Regions from separate parts of the Columba livia genome. Here region 1 is linked to region 2. A link is a contact called in public Hi-C data. All regions are on one chromosome and are shown on one strand. Each heading gives the region's core, a stretch centred on a gene start, on an enhancer-like site or on the middle of the called end of the contact. The rest is flanking DNA. Distances are from core to core; before and after follow the strand shown. Region 1 overlaps GNAS (GNAS complex locus). Region 2 overlaps GNAS (GNAS complex locus).

Region 1 (7,305 bases), core at 1,219-3,718, 86 kb before region 2:
ACTTTACTCTTAAACCATACTAAGCATATACAGATCACCAAAAATCAGCATTCTTACAGGTTTTGGCTGCACAGTTTGATTTTGTAGCTCGTGCATCTTAGATCGGGTCACTATCCCTCTGCCCATCAGCTCCTCCCTCTGATTAGCCTGGCCAGTGTGCGCTGATGCATTCCCTTTCAGAGAGTCTGAAGTCCAGTCTTTCTACCCCTTTCTCTTCCCTTCGAGCCAGCTTTTAGGGTGGAGAAGAATTAATTCTTATTTCTAGGCTGAAAGTTGGGAGGCAGTCTGTGCTGGTAGATCCTGGTAGCTCTGTTTCTGCTTTGTGCCCATCGTCATTTAGTCTCTTCAACAACAAGGATGATTTCACCCACCATGGAGAGTATGATACCAAATAAATGTAAAGAAACCTTATAGCCAAGGTGATGTTCACAAACTAAAGCAGGGTTATAATTTTGATGGAGAACTATTTTTGGTGCCGTGGTCCCTTTGGCCTGCCAGAACTGTGAATTTATTAACTCCCTCACTAGTTTCCTCACTCAAAGAAAGCAAAACCAGGAAGCTTAAACTGCATTTTTCTTTCAAATGAATATTAATGGCAAACATTATGAGGTACTTGCTCAGCTCTATAGCAATATACGTGTCCATTCATGAGATGGTCCAGACAGAAGAGAGGATTAGGAATACAGAATTTGACTGAGTTCAAAAAGGCAGTGCAGGAACCTCAGGCCCCAAAATATGCCCTGAAAGTTTGACTTTATTTCACACTGTCAGCCAGGATTCTTCTTACAGCACCGTGATATTCATAATAAAGAAATAAATTAAATCCACCCCTTCCTGTATGCTTTACAACACACAGCACTGTGCATGCTCAGCACATGTGTAGTTTTGATAAAGAGACATTATCGAGCCTGAAATAATTTTAAACAAAACAAATAATGTGGCTGCCCAGCACTTCCTCTGAAAGTTGTTCCTTGGACAAATCTTCCTTAACTCTCACGTGTATGGAGTTAATATATTTATCCATCACTAACACCAATTCATAGAAAGAATGTTTCAGAATAAATGTACGGCTGTGTGTTTTATATATAGGGTGTGAAATGCAGTCGTGCAGGAGGGCCCTGCCTTCAGCCTGGGGTTGCTGGGGCCAGGAGGGACTCAGCATCCTCTGCTGCCCAACAGCGCAGAGAAGGCGGGGGACAGCTGTCCCCATGCTGTCCCTGTGCTGTCCCCGCGGGGCTGCTGGCTTATTGGTCACTCTTCTTGTTTATGGGCTGGCAGAGGAGCTGCAGCGGGGTAAGAGCCATTGGGTCCCCTGCCCCTTGCAGCATCCTTGGCTGTTCGGAGAGCAGGATGGCTTTCCATCAAAGCCCTGCTGCAGACAGAGCTGCGATCCCACCCGGGGCAGGGCTGGGGGCTCTCCACGGGCAGCGCTGCAGTCTTTGTCCATGCTGGGTCTGTGGGGAGCCCTGTCACTCGGTGTTGACCCCCAGAAGGGGGTCACAGCCTCCACGGCTGGTTCGGGTCTCGGGGTGCAGGGCTCCTCGCCTCTGAGGAGCGGGGGCTCAGCCACGCCGCCCGCTCTCTGTTTACACAGCGTAGACTAAGCTGTAAAAAGCCGATTGCTTCAGAAGCGAATAGGTCACTCTTAGACAAGAGAGCATGCACAGAGCAATGGAAAAACAAATTCGTTATTGTAACACCAGAGAGCATAAAGCAAACCTGGAGGTGACCTGCAAAAGAACACAGCACTGGGTTCCTGCCCTGTTTGGTGCTTTATGGTGTACAAAGAAAGATTGAGAAGTGTGCAGGCTTTTTTGTTTTTTTTTTTTTTTCTTCCCCCCCCCATTTTCAAAATAAAAAGTATCTTTGTTACTTTGAACGTAGCAAGGATGAGGATTCTGGCTTTCCCTGGTTTTGCTGGAGGGCCTGTGGCAGGAGGACTCGGCAGAATACTAGCAGCTTTCTCAGCATTTTCATTTCGAAAAGAGAGCGTTAAGGTTTTGAACAGAGCCTATTTTTTTTTCATCTAATCTTGCTGAGAATGTCTGAGTTAAAGAGGTGTTAAGAAAAGGAAGGCAGACTATTAAAAAAAAAAATCACTTCCTTTTTGAATAATTATTTTATGATGAAACGTGTAGCAGAAGGGCTTAAAGGTCACCAGTGAGATCAGGGCCCCTTGGTTCTCTGTGCTGTGCAGACATGTCAGCAGTAAACAGCTTACAGCCTATATGAGAGAGGCAGATAAAAGGCAGTTGGAAAAAGAGGCAGGGAAAGGGGAAGAGGCTCGTCCAAGGTCACGCACAGATGGGAGGCTGTGCTGGATCGAACACTCTGCCATAGATCAGGTCTCCTGGATCCTGTTCCACACTCTTTGATCCCCACGCTCATTCCTTCGCCACTGATGTTTTGTGAGTGTTCAAACTGGCCCAGACATCCCCCTGGGCTGGGTCCAGAGGAGGGGATAATCCTTCCCCGCTGCTGGTTTTAATGTGGTAGAGGCAAAATCCCAGTCTTGGACCACAGGTTCTGACCCAGCCTGACCCCAGCTCCTGCCTGGCTCCCACAGCCCCGGCAATGGGCGTCTTTCCTGGCTTTGTCTGAGACACAGCAACCAGGGAAACCTTTCCTTGCACACCTGAAGACTTGGACATAATAAATTGTTTTACATGCATTCCTAAAATCTAAGAGACACACACACACACACACACAAAAACACCCACCAGAAGGACTTATTTGGAACACTGGGAAAGGGTCTAAATTCTGCAACTGCCCTAGGGGCTGTGGGGCACTCTAATTTAACATCAAGGCACTTGAGAATTAATGATGCTGTTAGTTTGCCAGACAGCCAGAATCTCCCAGGAAAAATAGGGTACAAAAGACCCCTATTCTATAATTGTGTCTGTATGTAATTTTAGGATCTAGGCTTAACATATTTCCATCTAAAGAAAAAGATGGGAGAAAATACTCTTTCTGAAAGGGAGCACTTTGAGGCTTTAGCAGTGCGGAGACAGAAAAGCAAAGTCACAGTTCTGTTTTCCTTGCAGATCGTCTCTAATAATGGCTCCTGGTATTGCGAGTATTGTGGTTTGCTAGCACTAAAATGTAAAGTTATTTTGAGCGTGAAAGCCTGAACATCGTTTTATTTAAAAAAAAAATAAAAAAATAAAAAAAGAAAAGTAAAAGGAGGAGAGGAATGTTTACAGCACATTAAAACCTGTGTGACAACTTAGCAAGACCTATTTTAACAATCCTCTTATTCCCCTTCCTGTTATGCGCCATAAAATGAGAACGCGGTGTCAGTGATAAATAATATTAGCACGGAGGGACAGCTCAGCGTGCTGCGGGGTCAGGCCGAGCCTAAGCCAGGCTCAGCCCATCGCACCCCGCGCTGCTGGGGCGGCGAAGCCGGGAGCGTCCCCCCCTCCACCGAGCTCCCCGGCAGGAGGAAGGTTCCGGAGTTCCGTGCTGCTTTGCAGGAGCTAACTATAACCTGGAATTCAGAACGCAGCCTCTGCTACTGCTGCCTCCGTGGGGTTCGTGACCCGAACGTAACGAGGATTAAAAGCAGAATAATTCTTTATTAAAAAAAAAAAAGTTTGTAGTCGGAGGTAGGTCTGCAGCGATTGTTGATAAATATTGAAACTAAATCTGACAAAGGATTGTTCCCTTCTTTTTTTTTGCGATCGGCATTCCATATGTGCTCTGCGGAGAGCGAGGTTGTGCTGCTACGTCTGTTACATAAGAGGGTTGGTTTTTTTTAATAAAGTGCAGTGCAGAATGCGTGAGTGGTGAGACGGAATATCAGGAAAAAAACTGCAAGAAAATAAGCAAAGCTCCTAGGTGCAAAGCTCTTACTCAGTGTTTTATTTCCATAATCCCGGGAGTTCCTTAAAGTTTCTTTTAATGTTTCTGAGGAGAAGCCTCGAAATGAAAGGAGAGAAGCAAGGGTTTTTTTTTTCTTTGGTTTAAAGGAAGGTCTTGGTTAATTCTATTAGTAGACTTTGGGCTTGTTTTTATTTAAAAACAAACCAAAAATCCCTCTCAAGTTTAGAATTTCTGTATGAAAAAATTCTTTATCTTTGCCAGAGAGGGAAGCATCTCCTTTTCATTCTGTTTGGTTTGGAGTATCTGTGCTTAAATGTTTTGTGTTTGTTCTTTATTGAATACATTAGTGGTGCATTAATTTATTCCTGGCAATGCTCGTTTCATTGCGATGGACAGGCTCACTCCCAGATGACAGACAAACTTGTCATTTTACTTGGTGACCCTGCTTTGCCCTCTCAGAGTTTGATTGATAATGGCTTAATTTCCTACCTTGTTTACCTTTTAGTGCTTTTAAAAGTGATTTTTGTTCTGCCCACTGCAAAGGAAACAGCTGAAAAAAAGCACCCACGTTGGATTCTTGCTCCAATTCCAATCCGTTTGCTTTGTTTTTCTTTTTTAGATTATTGTTTGGCTTTAATTTGTTTGTTTCTCCTCTAAACGGGATTGAGATTACTCAAGGGTTCCTTGTTCAGCGGGTCAAAGGGTAATTTGGAGACTTTGAAACCATCTCCCCTTTTATCACCAAGTTTCATTCTTCCGAGAGTCCAAAGGATTTTGCAGGACGATAGCTGGTGGAGGATGTCTCCATCTAAGGAAAGCGTGAGCAGCAGACCTGAGTCACTGCAAGAGGCCACGGGAGCTGTTGTAGTGTTTAAAGCAGATGAAAAAAACACTGATCTAAGTCTAAATCGCAGCCTTAATTAATCCTTATATATAAAAAAATGAGTTTATTATGGATTAAATATGTTGAGACTGATAGGTTTGATACTCACCTACTAGTCACTTCTGTGACCCAGGATGAAGGTCCACAGTTCTGTATTTCTAAAGCTAAAAATTGTAACAGACTTCAAACCAGAGAGGTATCAATACATGAAATTATACATTGTGTGCTATTAAAAAATGTCCTTTAACTGAAAGAGTCAACCTGTCTCAGAGGTAATCGCTGCTTTTAAAAGGGGTTTCGAACCACTCAGCCACTGTGAATTTGGAGGACAGCAAAACAAAGCGTTGGGTAGTGTAGGCTCCTTCACAGAAATCCACAGCTACTTGTTTCTGCATAAGATTTTAATCCTCAAAGGTGCTGTGCACATGGGAAACTTCTTTTGCACCTTTCTAATATAAATTCACACACTGTTTATTTTTTCCCAATACTTTAAATCCCTTGAAAACCTTAGCAGGAAAAAAAAAAAAATCAAAACAAAATAACCAAAACCAATCCATCGTAATTTCTTACGAAGATATGCAGAAGTAATAAATTTCAAGTGAATCACAGATAGGAGAACAATGCATAGCCTTTTTTTTTTTTAAGAAAGCAGTGTATAGACATTATCCTACAACAGCATACATTCAGCTGTGGGGGAATTAGAGGGTTGCAGATTCTCAGTGAGAGAAGATTAAACAGTCTTCCCCTTGAGAGTCCATCTTGACATGATGAGCATCTGTGACCCAAACTCCGGAGCGCAACGGGCTCACAGAGCTGAGGACCAGGGAGAGGAGGGAACTGAGCTGCACGGCTGGACCTGCATCGTCACGTTCGTTGTTCACTGATCCACTCCCTGACAGCTTTAAATCAGAGAGTATTTTCCTTTTTGTTTTGTTTTGGGTTCAAGTTTTTTGTTGGTTGGTTTGGTGAGGGTTTGTTTGGTTGGTTGGTTTTTCACACACACAAGCTTAACTCTCTTTTGATTCCTCCTGCGATGAGAGGATCATAGAGGGGAATGTTACCAACTTTACAGTCCGGGTTTTCAAGTGGAAAGAGTCTAAAGTAAATCAGAGATAAAGGTGTTGCATTCGTGTTCCCCAGATTAATTGAGCTCTGTATCCTTCCATGAGAAAGCCTTGCTGAAAATAGGCTATTTCCTATAAACAGAAGCAGATGAAATTGTACAGTTAGGTCACCACTCCGGCTTTTACTTGTTGAACTACAAATTTTGCATTCTCTGCTGTGTCTCCTCAGCCATGGTAGGAACCGAAATCCAGGCTATTCCAGTGGCAAGGAAGGCTGACAGCCTCCTCAAAAGCTGCGGTGCCATTTCAGTCCGGTTGCTAAGGGATGCTCAAGCGTGATGTTGCCTGTGTCTTCCCTTCCAAATAAGCACATTGGTTTGGTCACAACTCCACCCCCGCAGTTCACAGCCAAAAGTTTGAGGTCCTGTTCGCTGCGGACAGTGCGAGCCCATAAGGAACTGTGCAACTCTCCCATCTGAAAAATAATTAACCGTTTACTTTTTTTTCCTGGAGGCTGGGGCATCCAAAGTTCTCAGTACCTTCAACTTACTAACAAATGTGAATTGTTTGCGGTAGGAAATAAGGGTGTTTATGAGCCAGAGGGTTTGTAAGGCAGCTGTGGTGTAAGGTGGACATCCTGATCTGGGTCTCATAATCACCTGTGGAAACTGTGAAGAGTAGCTGGAGTGAATCCAGAACTTAACTGATCGATTGAGAGTGAAACTGATGTGACATCAGAACTGTAAGCAGAAAGTTTTATCCATTCAGTTAGAAAGAGAAAAGAATGGAACAACATGAAGTGTGTGTCTCAGAAGCATTTTTTCACTAGGCTCAAAATCTACTTTTAACAGTGACTCCAAAACCAACTCTTGTATCTACGTTGTCCAGCCCGTGATTGTGAATTTTACAACAGCATTTCAGTGTCTCTTACCTATACAAGTGTGAATATCCTCATGTACAATAGTGACACTACCACAAGGAAAATGCATTAAAATACTTTATATTTGACAGACTATTGCATGTAAATATATTAAAATAGGAAAAGATAGTATTTTTCTTGAGGTCCTTTTGAGTGATTATACTGGTAAGTATTATATGCAAATCTTAAAAGGACAGAAGTTGATGTGTGTAGAAGTCTGTAGGGTGGGGAAGGCTTATGGGACGCGTACTTTTCAACAAGTTCTCTCTCACTTGTACTGCTATGGATAGTCTGCTTCTCCTTTATATGTGAATCTTTTTAACCATCTGTAAATCAGGCTAATACAGTTGTCCTGGCTGGGAAGAGTAAAGTCTGCATAGATTATGCACTTCAATAGGACTACTCAGCCAGGTAGAGTACATGTTTATTTACAGGATTGGGATATTGTTGCCACAGTCCCAGACACCAAACAGTAGATTTTGGGGCAAAAGCTATGGAAGGAAAATGGAGAAAAGAATTGCAATGGAATTCCTCTTTCCAAAAACAATTAAGAATATTAAGAAATCTGATGATTGTCACTAGAATGTAATAGAGGTTAGACCAATGGGACTAAA
Region 2 (6,552 bases), core at 223-2,722:
AGTTGAACAACTGAAAGACCAATCCCCTTTCTTTATGTCTGAGCAAGAAATCAAACTGTTTCTTAGTGTCTTTAGCCCTTCGTAAAGTTGCTAGAGCCGATTTTCCGAAAAGGCGCATGCCCAGCAGGAAATCTTCATTGAACGTATCGCGTTTCTCCGTTTTCCCTGAAATGCCCCTGAAAGTGGGGTGGGTTTTCTGGCAACTATAAGACTTCCCTCTTAAGGAGTATTGTTAGAGTATCAGATGTTACTAAATGTTGGAACTTGTTTGGGGGGGGAGAAGGAAGGTTTATTCCATTGGAACTTGTTTTACCTGGCATGAGCGCTGCTGTTGGAATCCATCTCGAGTACAGTACTGCTGCTCCGATAGCGCTCGTGTTTTTCAAGGAAATCATAGGCCTAAAAATAGTCTGCATAAACAACAGTGAGAGGTTTGTACTTTCAGTTCCAGGTTTTAGCAATGTCTTGTTGTTATTTTCTAATTGTCAGTTTCCAAAATCCATTAAGCTGATTAGCGAAATGTTTAAAAACACAACAAAAAATACCCCCCTTGCAGAACCTGGCATAAAATGTTCTGCTTGGATAAATTCAGTGCAGAAAGGCTGGGTCGTGGTACTAATCACCTTTAAGTCTTTATGAACATGTTCTATTCCCACCATTTTTCTAGCATCATCCAACCTGTAAAATTGCTACATGATTTTGATACTGTGGTCGCAGGAGATAATATAATGTAGAAACACTTGTACTAGTTGGAATTCGTGATTGTTGTATGTATTTAACATCCTCTGTGTACCGAACAAGGAGCTTTACTTCTTTTCCTTTGGATTAAAAAACCCCTTACTCAACAGCCTGGGCAAGATGAGGAAAAAATACAGCTTGTTAATTGCAGAACACAATTTGTCATCAATTTTATCCTCGTATATCTTGTCTGTATCTCATCTTTCATGAGGGGAATTGATCTTTACGCTTCATCTCGTGTTTTTATTAGCATGTTTACTAAGCTGCATTTTCACGCGTTTAACATTCTGTAATTCAGCCTAAACAAAAATCCCTTTTCATTTGTCTCTGAAACAAGCCAGTCATGTCATTCCTGGTGCAAAGGGCTTTACACTGGAGCCTCTGTTAAAACACACAATTAGAGTTTTCCTTCCCCTGCTCTCCTGAGGTGTTTTGGGGACTCAGTAGAGCAGCTGGGGCTGAAACGGAGGGTTGAGACCTTTATGGTTTGAATGGGGATTTGGTTTCTGATGGGTGACCCTGGGCCGTGGCTGCGTTTTCCCCCTTTGAAATTCTTGTCGGTGGCCACAGCTACTGCAGTTCCAGCACCCCCACCTGTGCGTGGCGATTTCTGCTTCCTAAAGAGACAAATTCACACACAGGAATTTAAAAGGAAACTTCAAGGAGGTTGTTTTTAAGACCGGGGTTAATCATTAGTGTTGCGGGTAGAGTTAACTGTGGAAGTGTTGCAGGATCTCTAGTAGAGTGCGGTGGGAGGCGTCAGAGCGCGGCCACTCGGCTGCTGGACAAGGGGCCGGGGGCCAGCGGCAGAAAATCTGTTTCCTGGAGCTTTGCTCCAGCTTCGAGTCGCTCAGGAACAACACAGCAAAGCACTTCACAAAGCAGTTCCTTCGGATTTTTGCTCTTGAAGTGGAAGTGAAAGATAATGAGGAGCTTACAATTAATTGGTAAAAATATTTTAAAGACTCCAGGATGTCCTCTTTAGGTCATGCCTAATGAATTGGGAAATAATAAATGTTTTTATACCCATTTGGTCTACCATGGCGACTTCTGCAGAAGGTAAACTGCAAAACTGGTACCAACAATTGACAGAAAAATCAGTATTCCCTCTCACTTAACTGAACTTGAAATGAACGTGATTTAGGGATTCCATTTCTTCACAGAGTTCTAGTGATGATACATTTTTAAAAAATATTCATGCTGCTTTCAGGAAAACTAAATGCAGGCAATTTATTTGAGCCGTTGTTTTAGCGTTAGCAGTAGTGGATTGTATTGTACAGTTTCTGTGAATAAGCGACCTAAAGGGAGCTCCTGGTGTGTGTTAGCGCAGGGAGCAGCGGCGGGGCTGGATCAGCCCGTGTTGGTCCCTCTGCTGGGCCGGGCTGGGCAGTGCAGATGGAAATCCCGCTTTAAGTCTATTCAGCGTTTTGTGGGTCTGAGTGCATTAAAATATAACGAATCGCGTCTGTTACTAAAGCATTACATAGGTTGTCTAATTGGAGAACGAAAAGTTAATAGTTTTCTTTCCTCTCCCCAGTTTTCTAGACAAGATTGACATAGTCAAACAAAATGAATACACACCGTCTGACCAGGTGAGAAACGTTTCATTTAAAAATTACATCATTTATCTGCCTTCTCTGTCCTTGAGGATTACTATCGGATTAATTTTCTAATTGCCATTTGTGGCACTAACACAAGTATTACCGTGTACTGTACACATTCAGTATTCCAGTAAAAATCACTTTGTCAGGTGGGTTGAGATTATGTTTATACCTGTAAATGTGCTGTGAAATGAAAATCTGCCTGGATTCCAGACCTACATCACGCTTCTGGGACGCTAACACTCAAATACCTGTTTGAATGAGTAGTTGATGATGTTTTGCCCCCCTTGCTGAATAACCATCAGGCGCTTTGTTTGCCGCACAGCTGGTTGGTATCTTCTCAGCTCCACTGGCTCCCGCTGTAAACCAGAGTTTTATAAAATCACCTCATTATACAAGATTTTATATCAGAATAGGAATTGTGGGGTTTGGTTTTGTTACAGATGATCTGAGGATCTTCTTAGGACTAAATCCCTAATGCAAAACCACATGTATATTCCTGACTTTCTGCCCATAAATAATGCAGTTAAGCATCTAGTGTACTTCTGTAGGCTAAATAACCAAAATACACATTAGTGGCCCAAAACTTTTGCAGACAGTATTGATGAGGAGCAGTTTGTATCCTTTAAAGTTGTTCAAGAATAAATCATTCATCCTTTTGAAAATAGGAGAGTTTTTTATAAATGAGACTTTTTTTAATGGCTGAAATTGTTATATTTTCCATTAAAAAAATAGTAAAAATATAAGTTATTATATTTGACATTTGGAGCAACTAATATAAGAAGCTTTAAAACAGGTGTCAGTGTTATGTTGGAGGCTAAGGGTGTCACGAGCTCAACTTATGTTTTCTTACACCTAGTGTATAGTACTAAGCATAGTACTATAGAACACAAGTTAGAACAATGTTTAAATACATACATATTTCAATAGAAGTACTAAAATAGCCAGACAACAGTATTTTACTATCAGAAAATTGATGTTAAGCTGTAGCCATTTTGTTTAATGATTTAACAGTGTTGTCTAACCTTTGGATTTTGTCTGGTTTTGACTTTGACTAACCAGTTTGGTACCTGTGTAGTAAGAACAAGATCTTTTCTTGCGCCTGCAGTTTTTACAGTCCGTTCTGCTTACACGATCTTGCCAGCTGCCAGCGTTAGAATTTATCTGCTATTTAGACCCATTGCGAAGAACAACAAAACTTTAAAGTGCTGAAATATAAAACCTGTAGTTGGAATCCAAGCAGTATTTTGTAGGTGGTTTTATTTGGGCTGTGTGCAAATTAGGTTCTTCTAAATCACTTACCCACTAGACACTGTATATGGCTGTCACTGCTTGCTATACATAGTAAATAAAAGCCAATGCAGTTTGTTTTTAATAGGATTTTGTAGCACTTATAACAATTTCAAGTGTTTGTAGCTCACAACTTCTGATCATCATTTTTATCTCTGCAGGAAATCCTAAACTTTGTCTTTGAAAAGCCCAGTTCTTGTAAGATTTAAGTGGTTGAGCTCCCAGTTCTTTGAAAGAAAATGCTGAGACCTGGACACTTGTTTTAAGAGCCAAGCACTGAACAGCGGGGGCAGAGACCTGTCTGCTGGGCTGGGTGTTTGGTGGATGTTTGAAGATCCTGTTGTGTGCCACAGAAATGTCTGAATTCATCACCTCATGTGTAGGGGTGGGCCTGGAAATGGTTCTTCCTATTCCAGGCTTGGCGCTTACAACCTGCTTGTGACAGTCAATATACGTTCCAGTTTGAGCGCACCCATGTGTGTCCACCCTCAACGCAGCTTCATTATGTTCCCTCTTTTGCAGGATATGTGAAGAATTACAAAGTATCTGTGTTTAATCAATGCTTTTCCTTTGTGCTGTAGGATCTTCTCAGATGCAGAGTTTTGACATCAGGAATTTTTGAAACCAAGTTTCAGGTGGATAAAGTAAACTTTCAGTGAGTATCCCTTTTGTTCTTCTTTCTTTTTCCTTTTTAATATAATGCAGACAAATACCAGGGTAAATTGGAGGACAGTCTGCCATATAGTCATGGAGACGACTGTATTTCTCAAGTTGCCGTTGAAGAGAAAGCAAATATTTTATTATTTTTAATTTGGTAGTCTGGCTTTAAAAAGAACTGAAAATTGGTGTGCAATTTTCTGCTTTTATTTTAAATCGCAAAGAACAACATATTTAAAATCTATTTTAAACTAATGCCTTTTCTGAGTATTTGATTTGTTGCTAGGTGATATAGTGAAATATTTGACCCAAAACTTTGTATCTATCTAAGTGACAGAAAATGTATGTTCTCTTTACTGTCCCAGGTTAGAAAGATTGCTCGACCTGAGCAAAAACTGCTGAGTTTTACTCTGGTCTGGTTGACTTCAGTGATACTTGTTTCAGCAAATTACTTGTCATAGGACATTTTTTAGTGCCTCAGCTTGTAAGGGCAAAAATGAATCTGTGACGTACATATATATACACCAGAATTTCCTTCCTTCAAGTGTAGGTGTCAGTGGAAGTAAACTTAGTTCTATTTTGTGATGCAAGCTCTGCGTGTGTATGTCGGTGGGCTGTTACCTGTTCAGGTGCTCATTATCCTCAGCTCCTTTCAGTTTCTATGACATGACATCCTAAAATTTCTTACGTTTTCTGTTTGCATTTGGAGCGGGGAAAAAGGTATTCTGACTCGATTTGTGTTTTTCACTTTAGTATGTTTGATGTCGGAGGGCAACGAGATGAACGCCGGAAGTGGATCCAGTGTTTTAATGGTATGACTAGAATTGACGTTTGTTTTATAAAATGGTTCACTGCAAAATTTTAATGCTCAGTCTTAATTTTGTGGCTGTGTAGAAGCCATCTTCTTTTCCATGTAGTTTGATACGGAATTATCTGAACAGTCATACTGGACGCAATTTTTCTTGACATGTACACTGTAACTGCACAGAGTATCTCTGGGGCACATGTAGGTGGAAAGGACTTCAGGTTTGGTAACTTAACATAGCTTGTCCATTTTCTTCAGCTTTCCTCTCACTCAATTAGGTTTCTTTGGTGATGGGTTTGTCCATTATTTGCCAGAGTTAAATTCCAAACTTCATTCTGTCTTTCAAATGAAGGTTGATTTGTGTTTGTGCCTATACAAAATATACCATTACAGGATAACTAATTTATGCATAAAATCAGACTATGATAAAAAGTTTATGATGGAGTTTATAAATCTGGGGTTTATAAATAGAGAGCCGTGCACATCAATATAAATTCTTGAAAAACAGCCTTAAGGGGAGGGCCCTCACTAAAAATGTGTAAACAAATACCCTCATTTAAGTCACCTGCATGCAAGCAAGACTCCTTGGAATGCTGACAGAGCACCAGCCTCCATATGGGTAAGACCTGAGACCTGTGCTGGCATCTTCTAAACTCTGGAGTCTCAACACTGGTGTCCCCATCAGGTTAGTTCAGGTGACTATATTCTTAAGTCCCATTACAATTTAAATTAGGTAGTTTTGTGTATATCCTGCAGGTACCTTCACTACAGCTGCTCATTTTACTCTGTATCTCTGTTTAGATGTGAAACTTTTCTCTGCACAAGTTTTCTTAAAGCTAGAATTGGTGAAAATATTTTTCTTTGTTGTTTGGACAAAATGTTTATGAAGCAGTGCAAAAGTCTGCCTTTTTGTAGGAAAGTTATAATGAGATCCTACAGAATATAGAACAGGTAGAATGCAACTCAGAATTCATTGTGTTTCGCTACGGTTACGGTCGCAGAGTATCACCTGAACACTTTCTAGATGTGTGGAACTGCTGTGCAGTGTTTCCTTGTGTGCTATTAATACCAGATTTGTTTGGCTTTTACCTCTGCTCCTTCCTTTTCCTGTTAGCTCCTGGTCCGACTCATCTCTTGGGCTCCGCACGTCTGGGTGGGGGAGCGTGGAGGTTGGTGTGAGGGGCTGGAGCAGCCAGCCGGCTTCTGTGACCCCAGGAATATCTCCCAGGAAAGGGCCAGGGCCGCCGAGCAGTGTCGTTCACTGCAGCACTAGAGCAATTCACCAGGAATCCGCAGCAGTCTCCTGTTCTTACTGTTACTGTTCACACAGATTAACAGCGCCATTTCTCCTGAGCTCTTCCCCCAAGGGCATTTCATATTTCTCCTGAGGTTTGGTATTAACTGATGGCTATTTCTCGATTTAGATGTGACTGCTATCATATTTGTGGTGGCGAGCAGTAG

The links. Hi-C and Micro-C count contacts between places; a contact is called where the count stands out from the background.
Region 1: a Hi-C map of liver shows a contact between it and region 2, with 3 times the contacts expected there. The contact joins two enhancer-like sites. A contact is called at or near these places in 2 of 2 Hi-C or Micro-C datasets (crop and liver).

What each region holds. Positions count from the first base shown.
Region 1 is chr16:10,019,899-10,027,203 of bColLiv1.pat.W.v2, reverse strand. The region is part of intron 1 of GNAS (GNAS complex locus); the gene reads left to right. Among named protein-coding and RNA genes, the nearest start is that of GNAS, 47 kb to the left of the region's middle. Within about 2 kb of position 2,468, at least 3 of the 3 cell types and tissues checked have an H3K27ac peak away from gene starts, as active enhancers do.
Region 2 is chr16:9,933,916-9,940,467 of bColLiv1.pat.W.v2, reverse strand. GNAS (GNAS complex locus) reads left to right here. Exons shown (of 12, transcript XM_065032425.1): 6 at 2,276-2,330; 7 at 4,211-4,284; 8 at 5,040-5,098; 9 at 6,516-6,552. Among named protein-coding and RNA genes, the nearest start is that of NELFCD, 14 kb to the right of the region's middle. Within about 2 kb of position 1,472, at least 1 of the 3 cell types and tissues checked has an H3K27ac peak away from gene starts, as active enhancers do.